Linked DNA regions of Sus scrofa: region 1 is linked to region 2. A link is a contact called in public HiChIP or PLAC-seq data. All regions are on one chromosome and are shown on one strand. Each heading gives the region's core, a stretch centred on a gene start, on an enhancer-like site or on the middle of the called end of the contact. The rest is flanking DNA. Distances are from core to core; before and after follow the strand shown.

Evidence for each region. HiChIP or PLAC-seq counts read pairs in DNA pulled down with a chosen protein or histone mark.
Region 1: a contact with region 2 is called in an H3K27ac HiChIP or PLAC-seq map of alveolar macrophages, with 4 times the contacts expected there. The contact joins the promoter of PARP10 here to the promoter of BOP1 in region 2. A contact is called at or near these places in 1 of 5 promoter capture datasets (liver), 5 of 47 Hi-C or Micro-C datasets (embryonic fibroblasts, heart right ventricle, liver and 1 more) and 1 of 2 datasets of contacts at active chromatin or transcription factors (alveolar macrophages).

Annotation. Positions count from the first base shown.
Region 1 is chr4:685,169-691,662 of Sscrofa11.1, forward strand. PARP10 (poly [ADP-ribose] polymerase 10) reads left to right here and starts at 3,343. Exons shown (of 11, transcript XM_003125470.6): 1 at 3,343-4,230; 2 at 4,311-4,565; 3 at 4,638-4,874; 4 at 4,957-5,540; 5 at 5,656-5,877; 6 at 5,998-6,061; 7 at 6,265-6,494. The coding sequence starts at 4,065. It overlaps GRINA (protein lifeguard 1), which reads right to left and starts at 976. Exons shown (of 7, transcript XM_021090537.1): 1 at 824-976.
Region 2 is chr4:481,023-487,829 of Sscrofa11.1, forward strand. BOP1 (ribosome biogenesis protein BOP1) reads left to right here and starts at 5,540. Exons shown (of 16, transcript XM_013988007.2): 1 at 5,540-5,680; 2 at 6,673-6,807. The coding sequence starts at 5,591. It overlaps HSF1 (heat shock transcription factor 1), which reads right to left and starts at 5,443. Exons shown (of 13, transcript NM_001243819.1): 1 at 5,164-5,443. The coding sequence starts at 5,280.

The DNA of each region.
Region 1 (6,494 bases), core at 2,093-4,592, 200 kb after region 2:
GCTGGGCCTGGGGCTTCAGGAGGGCCGCGGCAGGCTGACCCCAAAGGTGGAGGAGGGAATGCGCGAGCGGATGACTGTCAGCCCCGGATTTCTGGATTTCTGGCTCCCGTGGTTTCTCACAAACAACTGGCGGGGCCTCGTCACCACTGCCGGCCTCTTCTGGGTCAGCGCTCGGCCCAGGTCGGGCTGGGGGCGCGGTCGGAGAGGGGCGGGGGTGTGCCCGGACCCTCCCCTTCACATCCCGCCCCTTAAGCAGCTTTAAGGGGCCAGAGCCGGCGGCTATTTCTATCCCAGGAAATCCCCTGTGAGCCATCTGTGAGCAGCTAGAACCCTGACCCCTCTCGGAGAGCAGGGCCCGGCTGTCCCTCGCTCCCGGGATGGGGGCAGCAGGCCTGGATCGGCTGCCGGGGTGGCTGCCAGTGGGGTGCGCCAGGAACAGCGGGCTGCGGGGGTGTGTGGGGGATGGAAGCGACCAGAGGGCGTGCGGGGGAACAAAGCAGACGTGGGGGCGAGGCTGGTGGTGGCGGCGGCGGCGGCGGCCGCGGAACCCGCACCGAGAGCGGGGTGGGCCCTCCTGCCCGTTGCGGGGGCGCTCGGGCCGCGGGCCCCGGTGTCGCCACAGCGCGCCGCCCCCGCCCTCCTCGGGGCCCTCCGGCTGCCCGCCCCCGCCGCCGTCCCCCGACCCGCAGGGGCCGCGGGCCCGGCCGGACCAACCGAATGACCCGCCGCGAGGCCTCTCCGCTGCGCAAGTCCCGCGCGGGGGCGGCAGGGGCCGGCCGGCTGAGCGAGTGGACAGGCTGCTGGGCTTGGGCCGGGGACTCACCGTTCGCGGGGCGCCTCTCAAGACGGTGCGCACAGGGTCCGCTGCGCGGCCGCGCGGTCAATGGCCGCTGTGCTCGCACCCGCGCCCGCACCTGCTCCGCGGCCGGCTTGGCTAGGCTTGCGCCTGCGGCGGGGGAGACGCAGCGGGGCCTTGTGACGGGGCGGGGCCTGGGCGGGGCCGGCGGCGCGGGGGCGGGGCCGGGGGGCGGGGCTCTGGGAATGCGGGGTTTCTCCCCGACGCACTGTAGCTGATGCTGCCGCCCTGCTGGCTTCTTGCCCGGCTCCCCGCATTGCCCGCGGAGGACGCAGCGGCGCCGGCGGTGACGGCTGTAGACTTCTGAGGCTGAGACCTAGCCTTGCCAGTTTGGTTCAGGGGGTTGAGAAATGTATTCCTAAATCTGGAGTTTGCTGAGTGGGACAAGCCCTCCTTGGCCTTAAAAACCCCACTTCTCCTTTCATCTAGGTCTGTCTCATATCGAGAGGCCTAATTGCTTAATTGCTCCTTATCAAACTAGTCCAGGTCCCTCCTAGACCGTTTATCCTCATTTGTCCTCATCGCGAATCCCCGAGCTGTAAGGGTGGCATTCTTAGCCCTGTTCCACTGCCAAGGGGGCTGAGGCATAGCGATGCCCCAGGACTGGAGGCCAAGTTAACTTCCCTGGACTTCAGCGGTCCTGAGGACGTGCTGACCGCCACAGCCAGGGTCATCCTCTGCAGGGCTGTCTCCTGGAGCCCCTTCGGGAGGGCCTCTCCACCTGGGGCCTGGCATCTTACTGCACTTTCCTGGCTCCCGGGCCCAGCAGTAGTTGGGAAAAGGCTCTGTCCTGTGTGGGTGGTGTGCTGGTTCAACGTTGAACTGACCCCTGAACAAGAAGGGAAGCCCCGATCTGTACTTTCTCGCACTTGTCCTTGGCATAAATACCCCATCCTGGCTGATTTCAAGCGACCGCCTGTTTTAACAACTGACTCATAATGATCCCCGAACACTTAACAGCGTGGTCATGATGAGAGCTGCTCCAGCACACAGGACAGATTTGTGTAACAAGTGGATTGCACAGCATAAGAGAAGGCAGCGAATCCTATGAGACGAGAAATATAGAGCCTGTAGTGATGACCTCGGGTTTTGTAGAACTGGAATTTCATACAATTTGAGGGGATTTCTTTAAGAAAAATAATTAAAACTGACAAACATGGGGAGTTCTCGTAGTGACTCAGTGGTTAACGAACCCAACTAGCATCCATGAGGATGCAGGTTCGATCCCTGGCCTTGCTCAGTGGGTTAAGGATCCGGCGTTGCCGTGAGCTGTGGTGTAGGTCACAGACACGGCTTGGACCTCGATTGCTGTGGCTGTGGTGTAGGCTGGCAGCTGCAGCTCCGATTCGACCCCTAGCCTGGGAACCTCCATATGCTGTGGGTGTGGCCCTAAAAAGACAACAAACAAACAAAAACAAATATGAAGTCAGGGCTCATGCAAGTCCCAGGTCCTTGAAGACTTTTAGGTTCAGGTTAAATCTGCCACTAAGAGCCTGGTAAGGTGAGTCAGGGGGAGGGGTGTCCCGGTGGCCCCATAGGAAAGGCTGGTGCAAGAAGAGGGAAGGGCCAGTGCAAGGGTCCCGAGGTGGGAGGGTCTGCTGCACTGGCCGACGGAGCTGAGGGCACGCGGCCAGACCAGAGACCAGGGCCCGGTCAGTCCAGCCTGGCGGGTCCGCCAAAGGACTCTGGCTTTACCATGGTCTGAGTTGTCGCAGCCCTTGGTGCCACTTCACAAGGTTCACTTTGCCCTCTGTGGAGAATGACAGTGGGCAGAGGGTGTGGGCAGGAGTGGCAGAGAGAGGTCAGTTAAGAGGTTAGCATAGTGATCCCGACGAGAGATGACGGCGGCTCAGACTACGGTAGGGACAACCGAAGTGTCGGCCGGACAGCTCAGGCTATAGGCTGGACAGGTGCTCAATCCCTTGGAGAAGTAGCTGGGGTGGAGGCTGGCTTTTAGTGGCTGAGGGGTCAGTGGGGGAGATGGGGAGCAGTGGTAGGCGCGACTCTTTGAGAGGCTGGAAGCAAATGGATCCAGGCAATGGGCAGGTTCAATGACAAGGGGCGCGTGGGTTCTAAAGGCGCAGCCTGTGTGTGCGGCTCCGCGCTGCCGTGGGTCCTATCCCTGCCTCCTTCTCTTCTGCGATGAGGATTTTTTCCTTTTAGGGTCACACCCGTGGCATACGGAAGTTCCCAGGCTAGGGGTCGAACCAGAGCTGCAGCCGAGGCCTACGCCACAGCCATGGCAATACCAGGTCCAAGCCACACCTGTAGCCTATGCCATAGCTTATGACGACGCCAGATCCTTAGTGCCCTGAGCGAGGCCAGGGATTGAACCCGAATCTTCGCTGAGACACGGGGGTCCTTAGCACTCTGAGCCACAACGAGAACTCCTGTGATAGGATTTGCTGCAGCCAGGCATGTCGGCCCAGCAGTGTGCCTGCTCCTTCTGGGGTTAGCCTTGGTGGTGTGGTGGTGATGACAACATCGGCTGGGAAGGCTGGGCAGGTGCACGGACTGGAGAGAGCCACAGGAGGGGAGTGCGGGGAGCAGCAGGAAGGCACTGGGGCAGAAGCTCCTGTAGGTCAAGAGCGGAAGCTGCTCACCCTCAGCACCCACAAGTTGGAGGTGTGGCCACCTGCTAGTTGTTTAAGCGTGAGCGATGCAGTCGCGAAGGCTGCCGGAAGAGTCCAAAGCCGGCCTCAGCCGGGGCCTGGCCTGGGGACCCAAGGTGCTCAGGCGGTGGAGGAGGGCCACGCAGAGGCTTGAGGTCCTTGACCCAAGTCCCCAGCCGGGCCCAGTAGGGAGGGTGATTGGCCGTTTTGAGGTTGACAGGGAAGGGCCCGTGGGGAGTGGAGGACCTCCAGGAGCCACTTCCCCCACCCTGGCGGCACCAGGCTGGGGTGGGGCAGATGGGGCTCGTGGGCTGGGCTGAGGACCTGGGGGGTGGGGCTGGAACATTCAGCAGGCAGGGCCTGAGAGGCAGCCTCTCAGCCCCAGCACTGCAGGCCCCTCCCTCCCTCTCTTCCTGCAACAGTTTCACTTTTGCTTTTGCGTCCCTGGCCTTCTGCTTCAGGGCTGGGGAGGAGGGGTCTGGGCTGAAGGCACGGGCTGGGCGGGCCAGGGGACACTGCCAAGGGGGAGGGGGCTGGGGGGAGCAGCCGGACTGCGGGGCTGCCACCCTACCCTCTCTTCTGGCCCCAGGGTTGCGATGGGGGAGGTGGGGACAGTGGTGGAAGTCAGCGGGCTGACCCCCGATGTCCCCGAGGAGCTGCTCATGCTCTACTTTGAGAACCGCAGGAGCTCTGGGGGTGGACCTGTGTTGAGCTGGCAGAGACTTGGCCCTGGGGGCATACTCAGCTTTCGGGAGCCTGCAGGTGAGGGCATGGACGGAAAGGGGCAGGCGGGCTCCCCGGCCGGCCTTCCGGCCTGACAGCCCCCTTTGCCCTGGCCGCAGATGCAGCGAGGGTCCTGGCCCAGGAGGAGCACACTCTGTGCGGTGCCCGGCTGAGCCTGCGGCCCGCCCCGCCCCGCGCCCCTGCGCGCCTGCTCCTCCAGGCACTGCCTCCCGGCCTCGCACCCCAGCGCCTGGAGCAGCACGTCCAAGCCTTGCTTCGTGCCACAGGTCACCCTGAGCAGCCCTGCCGTGCCCTGGCCAGTCCCCGACCAGACCGGGCCCTGGTCCAGCTGCCCAAGCCCCTTTCTGAGGCAGGTGAGAGGCGGGATGGGGGCAGAGGTGCCTGTTAGGGGAGAGGCTCTGAGCTGACTTACACCCTCCCCACAGAGTTCCGCGTGCTGGCGGAGCGGGCGCGGGCCGTGGGCCTGGAGGGGGCGGAGGTATCCCTGGCCTGGGTGCCCCAGGCCCGAGCGGTGCGTGTAGTGGGGGGCAGCCCCGCTGCGGACCCGCTGCTGTTGGAGCTGTACCTGGAGAACGAGCGCCGCAGTGGTGGGGGGCCCCTGGAAGGCTTGCGCAGGCTGCCGGGGACCCTGGGCACCGTCGCCTCCTTCCAGCAGTGGCAGGGTGAGTGGGGCTGGGTGGACCGGGCCCACCCCTCCCTGTGCCTTGGAGCCCTGACTCCTTCTGTCCTTTCCCTTCCTCCAAGCGGCTGAACGGGTGCTGCAGCGGGACCACCGGCTACAGGGCTCAGAGCTGAGCCTTGTCCCCCACTATGAAGTGCTGGAGCCGGAGGAGCTTGCTGAGGACACCCGTGGAGGGAGCCACCTGGCTGCGTTGGGCCCCGGGGCCCCCGAGCATGCTCTCCCGGAGGCTGGAAGGCCCACGAGGGCCCAGAGTTGTGCAGGGCCTGTGACATTGGGCTCGGAGGAGGCACCAGGGCCGTCAGGAGCTTCTGTGAGGACAGGTTCTCCCTGGCGCAGGTCCTCACTGGGACCGGCCGGGCCCATCAGCTCGGGGCCTATGGAGTCTTCAGAGCAGGCGGGGCTGGTAGGCCCGGGGCCTGGGGGCTCTCCAGGCCCAGTGGAGAACACCATGGGCTCTCCGGAGCAGGTGGAGTCGGTGAGCCTGGGGCCTGTGGGGTCACCGGGGCAGGAGGGCCCGATGGACACGGTGCTGCCGATGGAGCCGGGAGCAATGCGCTTCCTACAGCTCTATCATGAGGACCTTCTTGCTGGCCTGGGAGACGTCGCCCTCTTCCCACTCGAGGGATCAGATACGACTGGATTTCGAGTGAGTGACTCCTGAGGATTCCTCACCGTTTGCCCTCTGACCCCTCCCACTAGGGGCTCTGGGTTCCTTTCCTCTGCCCTAAACCTGCGCACAGCCCCTCCCTGTGATCCTGCAGCTCTGCGGAGCCCCGGGCCCGTGCCGGGCGGCCGAGGAGTTTCTGCAAAGTCTGCTTGGCAGCATCAGCTGTCATGTGCTGAGCCTGAAGCACCCAGGCAGTGCCGGGTTCCTGCTGAGCCCAGAGGGGCAGCACCTCCTCCGTGGGTTGGAGGCTCAGTTTCAGTGTGTCTTTGGGACAGAGCATCTGGCCAGGGCCGCCCTCCACACGGACCCTGAGGAGGTAGAGTTGCAGCCCATCCCGCCTCCCCTTCCTCACACCTCAGCCCCGGTGCCCCCTTCGCCCTCCCTGGGAGGCCCGGGAGGGGTGTGCCTGGCGGGCGCTGACATTCTCCCCCATCAGGTGGACCCCCGCGCCCTGGGGCCTCCAGATGACGCGGGACGTGACCAGGAGAATGTCAGCCTCGGTAGGGCTCCTGGGGACCCCCAGCACCTCCTGTGGTCCTTTCTTGACCTCACCCTCCATGCTGCCCTCCACTCCCACCTGCCTGGTGACCAGATGCCCTCTAACCCCTTCCTCCATCTTCCACTGGCCCCCTGACTCCTCCTGTCCCCCAGCTCCATCCTGGCTGGGCCCGACTCCTGACCCAGTGCATCTCCCCGCCCACAGAGGAGGTCCAAGAGCTGCTGGCCACCCTGGAGGGCCTGGAGGGGGAAGAGAGGCTGCCGCTGGTGCTGGGGGAGGAGGAGCCTGAGGGGCGGCCAGAGGAAGAGGAAGAGGAGGAGGCTGTGACTCCCAGGGCTGGCGAGGGGCCAGTGGCCCCAGGCACGGGGGTGCCTGGGCCGCTGGAGGAGGAGGCCGCCCTGCAGCTGGCTCTTTACCAGTCTCTGGAGCCACAA
Region 2 (6,807 bases), core at 4,290-6,789:
TGCAGCTGCAACCTATGGCACAGCTGTGGGCAATGTCAGATCCTCGAGCCACTGAGCTCCACACAGACCAGTGTTAACTAAAGTCCCCACTCTGCTCAGATTTCTTTAGATTTTACATAGGGTCCTTCTGCTCCAGGTCACCCCCCAGGCTACTCCTTTCACGTCTCTTGGGCCTTTCTGGTTTCTGACCACCCGATGGCTTTGAGGAGTCTGGTCTGCTACCGTGCAGGAAGTTACTCAACATGGATTTGCCTGCTGTTTTTTCCGTAGCGTTCGCTGGGGTTGTGTCAGTGTTTGCAGGTGGCGTGGCCCTTCCATCACAGCTGTCAGGGTGACTCCATGCTGCTGGCCGGGGCCTTCAGGAGCCTCCTCCGTTCGGTCACTGCCCCCCAGCCTGAGCTCCGTGGAAGGAAGCCGCCAGAGCCGCCCTCTGAAGGGGCAGTGACACAGCGCCTCCCCGGGAATTCTTCTGCACAGGAGCCGCATCCCAGAGGCGTTTCGTTCACGTTCCTTCCTCCTAGCAGCTTCCGTTTCTCCGTTTCTCTCTTGGCCCTCCGCCTCGAGCCCGCGGGGCACCTTCGCAATGTCCTTCCGGCCGAGCCAGAGACCGGCAGGCCCGGCGCTGCCGCGGGGGCTCTTCCCTTCTTGGCCCTTGGGCCCTGCCCCTTGGCTCAACCGCGGGTTTTGACTGGATCCGGACACGAGGAACTTGGCCACGTTGTGTCTGGGTTGGGGTGTCCGCCTTTCAGAGAGGAAAGATGGGCCTGGTCCTTGCCGAAGGCTTGTCCCTAAGCCCCACTTCCCGGCTCCGGCGGTGGTGAGCTCCCTGTGAAGCTCTGGCCGTGAGGACTCAGCCACCGCAGAGCCAGCCCTGGCGAGTCTGGCAACCACTCACCGCACAGCCCCTCGGCAGCCGTCGGCTACGTAGAAGGTTCGCGGGCCAGCCCTACAGTCTCACACTGTGGACGGGCCAGCAGCGCTCGGCCAAAGACCCATGGGGGCTGCCAGGCAGCTCCCTGCTCTCGGGACCACGCCTTGAAAACTCTCGCTGCCTCAGCTTCTCCAAAGGCCAGGCTCTCGGACTTTGAAAACGGCCTCGGGGAAGAAAGCCCGCGCCCCAGGGCCTCCCCCTGGCCTTGCTGTTTCACGGCCCCCATGCAGCGCGAGGGTGCCGTGCACGGTGAGCACGGCCTGCAGGCCCTACCTTGGGGCCGGGATGAGTCTGAGGGGGCCCTCCGGGGCGTGCAGCCCAGAATCCGATGGTGCGTCTCTCTCGCCCTGGTCAAGGCCCCCTTCTCTGCAGGCGGCCCTCGCCGCCCCGGGAGGGGACGGAAGGCAGCGCTGGGAGATCCGGCAGCGCTGCAGAGAAGCAGTGAAGCAGCGAAGCAGCTGCTGTGTGCCGTCCACGCCCCTGCCCCCGAAAAGCTCTTCCTGGGAAATACTAAGTCTTAGAAACCCGGTTCGAAGCCTTGATACCTCCTACAGGACCGCGAGTAACCTGAAACGTACGCAGTGCTGCCCGGTGTCCACGTCCGCGGACGCAGCCTCTGTCTCTGAGGATTTCCTCAAAGGCCCTGCAGCCCAGCAGGACGAGCCAGCACGGCCCTTCCCGGAGGGGCCCACCTGAACTCTTCTAGCATCTGCCCATTTCAGCGCCCCAGCCCACAGGACTGGTCTGCGTGCAGTGCTCCAGTGTCCCGGTGTGGCTGGCTGACCACTGAGGGGCTCTGGGAGCAGGGGGCCTGGGGCCCGGGGACTGTGCGGGGTGAGCGCTGCAGCCCCGGGCGCAGAGGCTGACGAACACGGGTTGGGGATGAGGAGGAAGAACGCGGGGTGCAGAAAGGGGCAGCCACTTTCGGTCCCTGCCCCACTGGCCATCTTGCCCTCACGCAAGCGCAGGACCGTCTGCGTGCTTCTCACGCCACTTCTTTACGTTGGCTCGGGGCCACGGCCCAGGCCCCGAGACCGTCCATCCCTGCTCATCTCTGGCCGCCGGCCCACCCCTGGGTCTCGAGGCCCCTCTGCATGTGCGCACCCTGCTGACTGCGGACTCAGGAGCTGTCGGGGCCCAGAGGGACGAGATGGGGCAGCCGCCAGCGCTTCCAGGCTCAGGAGACCCTCGGAGGGCCGGCCTCCCCGCCTCCCTTCAGACCTCAAACCTCAAAGAAATCTTGCAGCCAAGGGTGCAGGTTCTGGGGCGTCCGTGACACCTGACGGGAGCTGACTGTTTACTCCGAGAGGATCCCGTGGGCCCTGGCCACCTCCCCGCCAACCCCGGTGCGGTACCAAAGCCCTCTGAGCACCCGTGGGTCCGGCGGAGCCAGGCGAGCTGTGTGCATCCACCCTCCCTCCAAGGCGGCCGTGCCCAGACCGCCAGCCCCTCTGACGGCGCCCCTCGCACCCCAGCACCCAGGCGGCGGAGGAAACAGACTGGGAGGCCACGCACAGAGCCTGTCCTTCATGGATCTCTGCCCGTCTCGTCCGTCTGTCTGTCTGTCCGTCCACGCATACATCTGTCTGTCTGTGCGGGAGGTGAAAGGCGGACTCTCGTGTAAAAATCCAAAATACAACTCTACAAACCCCCGGGCGCTGGTCAGCCACGTGCGGCCGGGCCCGGCTAAGACCGCGGGGTGGGGGGGTGGAGCCCGAGCTGGACCCCACGCCCGACTGGAGACTCGACACTCGGCGCGGTCAGAGCGCGGTCGGTGGGGCAGGCGGGCAAAGGGCCTGTGCACTTCAGGGTCTTCCTCGCGTTTCCTGTCACCTCCGAGGCTCAGGTTTCGCGTCTGTAAAAAGGCCACCTTCACCTTCGTGCAGGGCAATGGGAGGCGCGACAGGCTCCGTGTGGAAAAGGTTTGGCTGCGGCAGGCAGAGGCCTGCTCGGCGGCCACGCACGCTCATCAGGTGCAGGGACCCCGGGAACCTCCAGGCTCTGCAGTGGCCCTCGAAGCCAGCACGGGGGCAACTGCGGGCTCCTGCACGGAGGACCAGCTCAGCAGGCTGGTGGGGCCCGCCTGGCTCCGGGCAGGGGAGAGGGCGGCCCTGCCTGTCCTGGGGTCTCTGGAAATGGTCCTTTGCCAGCTTGGAGTGGCCAGGGGTTTCACAGGGAGCTGGGGACCTGACCACGGAGACCGTGCTCCACCTGGACACTAGCCCCTCTCAAGCGATCCCTGAGTGTGGCACTCACTTGGGCCACCTGGGCTGGTGGCCTTGGCAAGGTCCGGTTCCTGGGAGAAAGAGGCCCTCAGTCTTGGCCAGAAGGGTCTGACTCCCATTATGTCCCAGGGGGCGTGGTGGTAGCACTCCCAAGGCCACACTCCCGGTCACCAAGTCCCCTCCCGCGGGAGCCCTTGCCTATTCAGCCGTGGCGCCGCACGGGGCGCATCTGACGGGACAAGGCTTTGGAAGGGCGGGCAAACCAACACGTGCCTCTGGAGCAGCGACCCGCTGGCCGGCCCCAGCTCCCAGGGCTGGCACCCGCCCGTGGTCATGCATCACGCAGACCACAGAGTCGACCACTGCACCTCCTCCTCCCCCTCATTCCCTGGGCCACAGGCAGAGGTTTTCTCCTGGTGGAACAATGAGCAAAGTTCCAGCACAAAGGGGAAGGGCCAAGGGCACAGGCGTCAGACCTGTCCGGGGCCTCCGACAGCAGGACTCCAGGCTGCGAGTCGGCAAAGGGCTCCAAGCGGACTTTGAGACAGAGGCCCGGGGGTCCTGTGGGCACCCTGCCGGCCCCAGGCAGGGGCTGGTCTCCTTTCTCAGGGCCAGCCCCACTGCGTCCTGCACCAAGCACACCCTACTCGCTCTGTGTACAGACTAAGGAGGATCAAAAGCTCTTGCTCCATGGCCGCTTGTCCCCAGGGAGACCATGCCTGGGGGCGCAGCCACCTTGAGTAGAGACCATCACGGGCTGGACCATGTCCGCTTTCCTGCTCCAGGCTTTGCCTGGAATACAGGCCGTGAGGCCTGGGGAGCAAGCTGACGCTGGCTGTGCTTCGCCTGGCCTGGAGCAGACTGAGAGGCGGGATGTCCCCACAGTAGGTTCATCCCAAAGGACCTCTGGTGCCCTCCCCCAAACGGGAGTTACGGGGAAGGGACAAGAAGAGGGAGAAGGGAAAAAGACAGAAAAATGGGGTCATTTCATTTGGCCGGCAAAGTTCAAGGCCTGGAACAAGGGGTGGTTCCCACCGTTAAAGAAACAGGGCCTGGGATGGAGAACGCCACATGGATATTTGCTGGGACAACACACAGTGTCCCCAAGGGAATGCAGCACGGTTTCTGGTCTCCTCAAAGGGACAAGTGGAACGAGAGAACGTGGCCTCCAGCTCTGGGCTCCTTTCAGCCCAGACTGCTCTTCCTTTCCAAGGGCTCAGCAGGATGACAGGCAACAACTCAGTGGGGTCCAAGAAATCCAGCGTTTGGGCGCTCAGGAGAGTAAGCACGTTTGGAGGCGCCCGGAGCCTGCCTACGACTACGGTGGCCTAGGCCACCCCCCTGCCAGCCGCGAGCCGTGGCTCCGACCTGCCCCACCTCGACGTCACAGCCAGGACGTCCATCTCCAAGTCCAACCTCCGCAAACTGGAGTTGTCCAGCCTGCGGAGTCAGACCATGTAAATCACCTGCCCGCTGCCAGGCAACGGGAGACAGGGCGTGAATAAAGTCGCGCACAGAGCAAGAAACACGAGTCGCTCTTGGGAAAGCAGCTCTGGGATCTGGACCCGGGCTCGAGACCAGCCTGAACTTTATGACGTTGTGCTTTCTGTTTTCGCTCCCTCTCCTTTCGAACTAGAGAAACGCCCTCCAGTTCCAGGGCCGAGACTTGATTTACCCTGAATAACTGCCCACCACACCACTGGAACTCTGGGGCCACCGGGGCCCAGCGTCCACTAGCGAAGCCGGGGGCTGTTCTAAGCACAGACGCGTCCCGCAGTCGTCCCACAGGCAGCAAGCGCAAGCCCACGGAGGCAGAAGCCCTTCCTACCCAACGCGGGAGAGCGGCGTGGACAGGAGCGACCTCCAGCGGGCCTGCGACGCTTCTCCCCGCACTACCCCCTGCTCCCCACCCCCACACCGGGCCTGCGAGGCGGGGTCCGGGCCTGCCCGTCCTGGGCCCCCGCGCCGCGGCCTCCCCGCCCCGGGCCGGCGCCCTCGGCCCCTCACCGGGCTCCAGCAGATAAGCGCGTCCGTGTCCGGGTCGCTCACGAGAGTCCAGAGCTTGGTCAGGAAGGCCGGGACGTTGCTGGGCCCCGCCGCGCCCGGGCCCACGGGCAGATCCATACCGGGCAAGGTGGGAGAGGCGGAGGCGGGACCGCGAGGAGGGGCTGAGGGCCGGGCTAGCGCCGCTGCCGCGCCTGCCGCCCGGGCCGCGCGCCGCCGCCCGCTGCGCACACACGGCCCCGGGGCCTGGCATGGCCGCCGCCATCTTGCGACGGGCGCGCTCCCGCCGGCGCCGCCCGCGTCCCACGGCGCGCGCACGCACACCGGCCCCCGTCCCGCCCGGCGCCCTCTGACCCCGCGGGCCCGCCCCCAGGCCCACGCGGTCGCGTCGCTGCCGGAAGTGGCGGCGCAGGGCAGACCGGCGGGCGGCATGGCGGGACCTCAGGGCGCGCGGCGCGTGGCGGTGGCCGGGACGCGGCCCGGGAAGCGGATGCTGGAGCCGGGGCGGGAGCCGGAGGAGGTGACGCGGGAGCGGGAGCGGGAGCGGGGGGGGGCGGCGGGGCTGGGCCGCGGCACCGGCCGGGGAGCGATCCCGCCCAGCGCCCGGCGGGCCTGGGAATGCGAGGAGGGAGGGGTCTCCTGTCCTCCGCCCCGGCGGCCTTGCGGGGGCGTCCTGGGCAGGGAGCTGGCTGGCGGTTGTGTGGGTCGGAAGAAGGTCTGGGCCGGAGAGAATAAGGAAGGAGAGCCGGCGTCCTGCGCAGCGGTCTTCCTGGGCCTTTGAATTGTCATCTGGGCGCAGAAGATTTGAGCCTGCAGTAGCTGCTTGTATAGCCAAATGTTCCTGACACGTTAGACGTTGTAGAAGAGGAAACGAGGATGAGAAAGCAGCGCCTGCTGCACTGGACGGCCCGTTTTAGCTGGACTCATGCTCTTCCTGTCCAGCGGAACCCCAGCCGCGCTGTGGGGGTGTCATCAAATCTCATCAAATCTCGGTGGTAGAAAGCCATAGCAGGCTTGTGCAGTCGAGCCTCGCAGCTGGGACTCCACGTTGCTGGTTTATCAGGCTGCCCCTTCACTTGTGACAAGTGCTCGTGGTGCTCCCTGGCCGGCAGGCAGCTCTGGGCACCATGCTCACCCACTTGTAGTGCTTTTGCCTCTGTATTCATCAGCGGCTGTTTGTGTTTGTGCCCAAAACATTTGTGCCATTTTTACTTGCCGTTGTAATTGTGTAGCTAGTTAGGCACGATAGAGTGTGTGCTGAGTGCTGTTTGGTAGCTGCTCCGTGCAGGCTGTCCAGTTTGGCGAGAGACTCAGGAACTATTGAAAAACAATGAAATCTAGAATTTTGCCTTCCAATGAATGCTTGCTAAGAGTCTGCAGGTTCTTGTTCCACCGTGCACCCTGTCTGGTGGAGTTAGGGCCGGGGTGGTGTCTGGTGGGCAGAAGTCTGCTCAGAAGCAGCTCTGGTCCTGCGCCACACAGAGCTGGTCACCGACAGTGTGCTCCTTGCAGCCCTCTCTCCCCGGCGCCCCGGCTCCCAGCCTGTCTGACAGCGAGGAGAGTGTGTTCTCAGGCCTGGAAGATTCTGGCAGTGACAGCAGTGAGGAGGAGGACGGGGCCAGCGGCGAGGAGCAGCACAGCAGGATG